Linked DNA regions of Mus musculus: region 2 is linked to region 1. Evidence: chromatin contacts called from public Hi-C data. All regions are on one chromosome and are shown on one strand. The core of a region is the stretch at or near the end of the contact, and the rest is flanking DNA. Distances in the headings are between cores, read along the strand shown. Region 1 holds the start of Myoz2 (myozenin 2). Region 2 overlaps Synpo2 (synaptopodin 2).

Region 1 (2,700 bases), core at 106-2,605:
TCACAAAAAAAACTCATTTTCAGAAAGTATTAATAAAGTTGGTTTTGCATGCAATCTATGTTAGTAAATCAATTGCTAATTGTGAATGCTGGTGTCAGGGTTAAACACTGAACATGAAATTCTATGCAGTCAGTTGTTTGTTTTGAAAAATTTCAAAGGCTGGTAGAACGTATTTTGAATTTTTTAAGTAATACAAAGTAAAAGTAATCACGAAAGAACAAAAAAGATAGGGCTGTGTGACCATTGTCTATAAGCAAACAAAATTAACAAGCATCAAGTTCACTGATAATGTGAGAGGCGGGCCCGGGAGTGAGCATCAGCTGTCAGCTTGCTTCATTCCTTCTGCAGCAGTTGTTCATCTGAAAATAGCTTTCAGATGAGGAAGGATGGCTGCAAAGGGATGCATTGCCATAGGCTTCTCTACAGCGACCACCCCCAAGCCCCCCAGGCGTCTCACGTTTGTTATGGTAGACAGGAAGTAAACTATAGAATATTAACATCAGAAAGGACCTAAATCCGTGCCATGCTACATTAAGACGATGAAGAGCTTTTAGTGGTACCATGTCCATGGATTTCCTTCGTGATGGCTGATGCTTGCTGTTTCCTTTGCTTCACCATGGCACTATGTGATAGCATAGTTTTTTGTTCCCTGTTGAAAGTAAGGGGACATGATTGAGGCAGTGTGAAGGGTTCTTTACAATCATCCTTTCTGAAAGAGAAAATCTCCCTTCGTTAGTACGAATCAGCTACTGCTTTTTTACTGAAAGGCCAACATAGACTGCTTGTCTGTCTACACTGCACATGCCTATCAGCAGCTCATGTCCCAGGGCAGAGGGTGACAGTCTCCGACCCAGCCTCTGTACATGACCCAGTACATTGACCACTATGCATTGAGGAACAGGGAGGGGGCCAGCCTCCTTGCTCTCCCCTCTCTTTCCTACATGTTATTTCTCATCTGACAGTGCTTCTCTCCTGGCTGTCATCCCACGAGCATCAGGAGACATCACTCCCAGCAAACTCTTAAGAGTGAGGAAGAGGTCACATTCAGCCAGACTATTTGGTACATTTTAAGTCAGCGTTGAAAGCTACCCTTTACAGCAAAGGGTTACCATCCTTTTATGAGTCACATAACTCTGAACCTCTGGGGCCAACTGACTAATAAAACATTTTAGGAAACCGTCCACTCACCTTGCTGTCAGGCTGCGCTTTTCAGCAGGGGTGAATCCCAATTGTGGAGGAAGGCACTGAAGGTGGAATATGACGGCACTTGGGCCCAATGGGTTTTATCCTTGAACCTGGAACGGCATGGTCCCTCGATCTGACTCAAACAGGGGACTGAGCCTTTCTGAGAAGACTGGCATCCAGCTGACATCAACTGGCTATATATAGCACCAAATACTTTAGCTACTCATATCTTCCTGGCGAAAGGGAGGGACGGGGACACATTGGGTTCTCTCTATTGTATTTCTGGCCTCTGAGATAGTTGAATGAAATATTCATTCACTGGGCCTGAAGAATGTTTTTACTGAACACTTTCCGTTGGAAAGTACCACAGCCAAAATGGATTTAAAAACTTTCTGAAGATGTAGTTCTTATCCCATACCTTAGTCGAGGGGATAAGAGATGTATATTAATTAGAGCAAAATGACAAATTATTCATAATAAAAATGAACAGTAGGGGCCCTGGAAAGATGGCCCAGTGGTTAAGAACACTTGCTATCTTTCAGGGGATCTGGGTTCAAGTCCCAGTCACCCACATGGTTGCTCACAACTGCCTGTAACTCCAGCTCCAGAGGATCAGACATTGTTTTTCTGGCCTCTTCCAGTATCTGCATGGACACACACACACACACACACACACACACACACACACACATGGAGGGGGGAGACCTAGCAGAAAGGGAGGGGAGGTGGGGAAGGGGGTAGTAGGGAGAGAGAAGAAAAAACCTTTTTAAAAATGAACATTATGGCCAATATCTATGGTACCTCACCACGAACAAAGGCTGTGATGAGTTTGTCAACAGAGCCAGCCCGTAAGCAAAGGTGAGAATTGTTGCAGCTTTTAACAATAGGTAATATTTGAATGGGAATATAAAGAGAGTTTCACATCGGCCAAGCCATGAAGCTCAAGGCTTCTAACTGGATCATACTTTGGAAGACATCCATAGAAGTTGCCTCTGCAAAGTTGCCCAGCCTCTCCCAGGTCTGGAGGGAAGGAAGGACTTCTGCCTCAAGGAATTATAACAGGAAAAGTTCTCAGAGTCAACCACCTTGGCTTCCTGGCTGGATTTTGATCACAGGGTCATAGTTTTCCTATCCTGTGTGGTATTTTCCTTTTACGATTCCTTATTTTCTGGAACACACTTCCCAATTCACCTGGCTCACTTCTTCCAGGTTCAGAGTTCACAGTGTGGCATGTCGAGGGCTTGGTATTAAGTCCTCATGACACCTTACCCCAACCATCCTGCTTACATTACACTGCATCACTGACTGATCTCTCATGCATTTTTCTTAGTGTCTTGAAACCAGTCAAGAGGAACATCCTATGTGAGTGAGGGACAGACTCAACCCCCACTGAAACAGCCAACCGACAATGAGGTGGACTTTTGTTTGTCTCCCAAGAAAACTTAATCCAGAGTGAGGAACTCTGGGTAGGGCTGATCTACCTGACTTTGCCTTCCTTCTTCTTGCTCCATTATC
Region 2 (2,700 bases), core at 45-2,544, 120 kb after region 1:
TACTTCGATCTTATCAAAAGTTTTGATGAGTATTATCACTAGCTCATGCCCAGGTTGGGAGATGAGAGAGGCCACATGCGCTGTCTCCACGCACACTGACTGTGTCTGCTTAGATGGCAATCTAACTAAATAGTCTTAGAAACCCTCTTCTCTTCAAGTGAGTCACTGCTAAATAAGGAAATGGATCTCGGACTGGCAAGTGGCTCAGATGGTAAAAGCCCTTGCTTGGCTCCGAACCTGACGACCTAATTTAATCTCCAGATTTCACATAAAAAGCCAGATGTCGTGACACACTTACTCAGTCCCAGAATTCCTAGTTTGGGGTGGGAGTTAGAGACAGGAAAAGTGACCAGAAGCTCACAAGCCAGCTAGGCTATTGTGTAATGCAGCAACAAGAGGAAGAGAGAACTGATTCTTGAAAGGTGTACATACATACATACACACACAGACACACACACAGACAGACAGACAGACAGACAGACACATACACACACACACACATACACACACACCCCACAGGAAGAATAAATAAATGAATGAAGGAAGAAAGATCGGATGGACCTGGATCCTGTCCATTTTAACAAGTGAAATAAGAAGAGTTAAAAGCAGTATGCCTGGTTCTCACCAAAGCAAAATTCTAAAAAATAAAAAGCAAGTTCTACCTGGCATTATTTGGACATTCTATTCTATGCCATGAAAGAAAATAAACTTTATCCTGCTCCTAGAAGAAAATCATAGATTATCTTTTATTCTACAGATATTAATTTGTCCCACGAACACGATTTAAACTTCTTAAACTTCTTCCAATAAATATCCAAGTAACTCATTAGAGATTATATTTGTTTGCATTTTCACATGAAGCAGCCACACAGATGCTGAGAAATCCGAATGACTTCGGCTTGGCATAACTCAGCGAAGTTGCTCTCACTTTATGAGTGGAACCTGAGACCCATTTGCAATACCCAGAAACGGACAGTAGCAATCCACTGCTGCTTCCTGGCCTTTCAGAGGTGTTGGTAGGGGGAGCTCTTGGAAGCTGAGAGAGAGCAATACAATTATCAAATGGAAAAAAAAAGGTTTTCTCTGGCTCCTCCCACACAGCCTGAGCGTTTGTTCAATGTCGAGGTAAGGTGGAGAGGAACGCCCTTGTACACCACCAGCTAGAAATGGAGTCTGGAGAGAAAAGCGGGCAAAACTGGGTGCCAAGTCTCCTCAGAGAACTGTGCTCTGCACAATACAAGGTGGCATGAGTCAATACTAAAGGCACCCCAGAAGCTGTCAGACATGAAACCATAGACCATTGCTATTATTAGAAATAACCACATATGGTGGTTACCATGTCTCAGACTTGGAAGGAGCCAGTGACATTTCACATAGAAAGTTTGGGTACCATCAGTGTGCAGCCAATGGTGGGGTCAAGTTTTGGGGGGCTACTTTTAAGATTCATGAACTCTCAGAAATGAGGCAGTCTAAACTATTCATACCTTATCTGGGTTGTCGAGGTGCCTAGCCCTTGTTGGCAATCTTCAATGTTCAGAGTACTCAGGGTGCCCTAGAAGGACAGGCACACGGCATTCTTGGCACAGAAATTCTAATTTGAGTTGACATTTTAAGAGACCATTTTTGCTTTATGTACCTTGACCCATAAAAAATAAACAGATAGAAGTCTTAAGCGGCTTTCTAAGTTGTATGTTTTCTATCACACTTCACTATGTAATGTTGGAGACTAAGGGGAAAGATGCACAGATTGGAAATATATTCTGTGTGCAGGTGTCAGGTAGCTGACTGATTTCAGAAAGGCATGGATTTGGGGGTGTTCAGGAATATTCAACCTTTTGACTTTGTGGTCAAAATGTGTTGGGCCACATGCGTAGCTACCACGGGATGCATATTGCCCATGGGCTGCAGGTTGGATGTACCCAATTTAAATACTAATCCTAATCTGTAAAGGGGCTCCAAACTCTAAAAACCAAATGTCTTCTGGGATAAAAACTGGGGCTTTGGGTGTACATGGAATTGTAGGAAGAAGGAAGCTTTCTTCATAAAGTTACATACTCATCTGTAGAATTTCTAATTATAAAGATGATTTATTTATTTGATGTGTTATAAATGTTTTGCTCACATGTTTGTTTGTGCACCATGTATGTGCCTGGTGCCTGTGGAGGCTGGAAGATGGCATCAGGTCCCCTGGAGCTGGAAATGTGGACAGATGGTTGTGAGCAGTCAGGTGAATGCTGGGAACTGAACCCGGGTCCTCCGCAAGAGCAGCCAGCGCTCTTAAATGTTCAGCCATCTCTCTTACCATTCTAGACTTTCTAATTTTAATTTAATGAACAGTCCGAGGAGAATCTAGTAGAGTCAGTGACTGCTGCATGGCCAGTCACTTTGGAGGATTAAACAGCTGACCTCCCCCTTCTCTTCACATTATTACGGGCAACAGAATTATGCAGTAAACAATGATGTTCGTGTAAAATATAGCTCAGCAACCTGGGATGACCATGAGGGCGGCCAGCTATGGACGGCATGATACAGAATTAGATCCTAGATCAGGGATAATGTAAGGACACAGAACCCAGCCCTGCACAGGGCCCAGTGCAGCTAGCAGATGATAAACAAGACTCCTCTGGATGTCTAACTGGCATCCAGTAAATTCTTGATGATTAATTGATTGACTTGCTGATTGACATAATGGCCCCTGGG

Evidence for each region. A called contact is a pair of places that touch in the nucleus more often than the background predicts.
Region 2: a Hi-C map of myocytes shows a contact between it and region 1, with 3 times the contacts expected there. The contact joins the enhancer-like site here to the promoter of Myoz2 in region 1. A contact is called at or near these places in 1 of 15 datasets of contacts at CTCF or cohesin (the NIH/3T3 cell line), 3 of 484 Hi-C or Micro-C datasets (the C2C12 cell line, cardiomyocytes and myocytes), 1 of 115 datasets of contacts at active chromatin or transcription factors (cardiomyocytes) and 2 of 9 other capture datasets (adipose tissue and liver).

The regions. Positions count from the first base shown.
Region 1 is chr3:123,033,632-123,036,331 of GRCm38.p6, forward strand. Myoz2 (myozenin 2) reads right to left here and starts at 1,356. Exons shown (of 6, transcript NM_021503.2): 1 at 1,189-1,356; 2 at 561-649. The coding sequence starts at 636.
Region 2 is chr3:123,150,542-123,153,241 of GRCm38.p6, forward strand. The region is part of intron 1 of Synpo2 (synaptopodin 2); the gene reads right to left. Among named protein-coding and RNA genes, the nearest start is that of Synpo2, 84 kb to the right of the region's middle. Within about 2 kb of position 1,295, at least 13 of the 459 cell types and tissues checked have an H3K27ac peak or open chromatin away from gene starts, as enhancers often do. A contact at or near this core is called in myocytes, where this site is marked.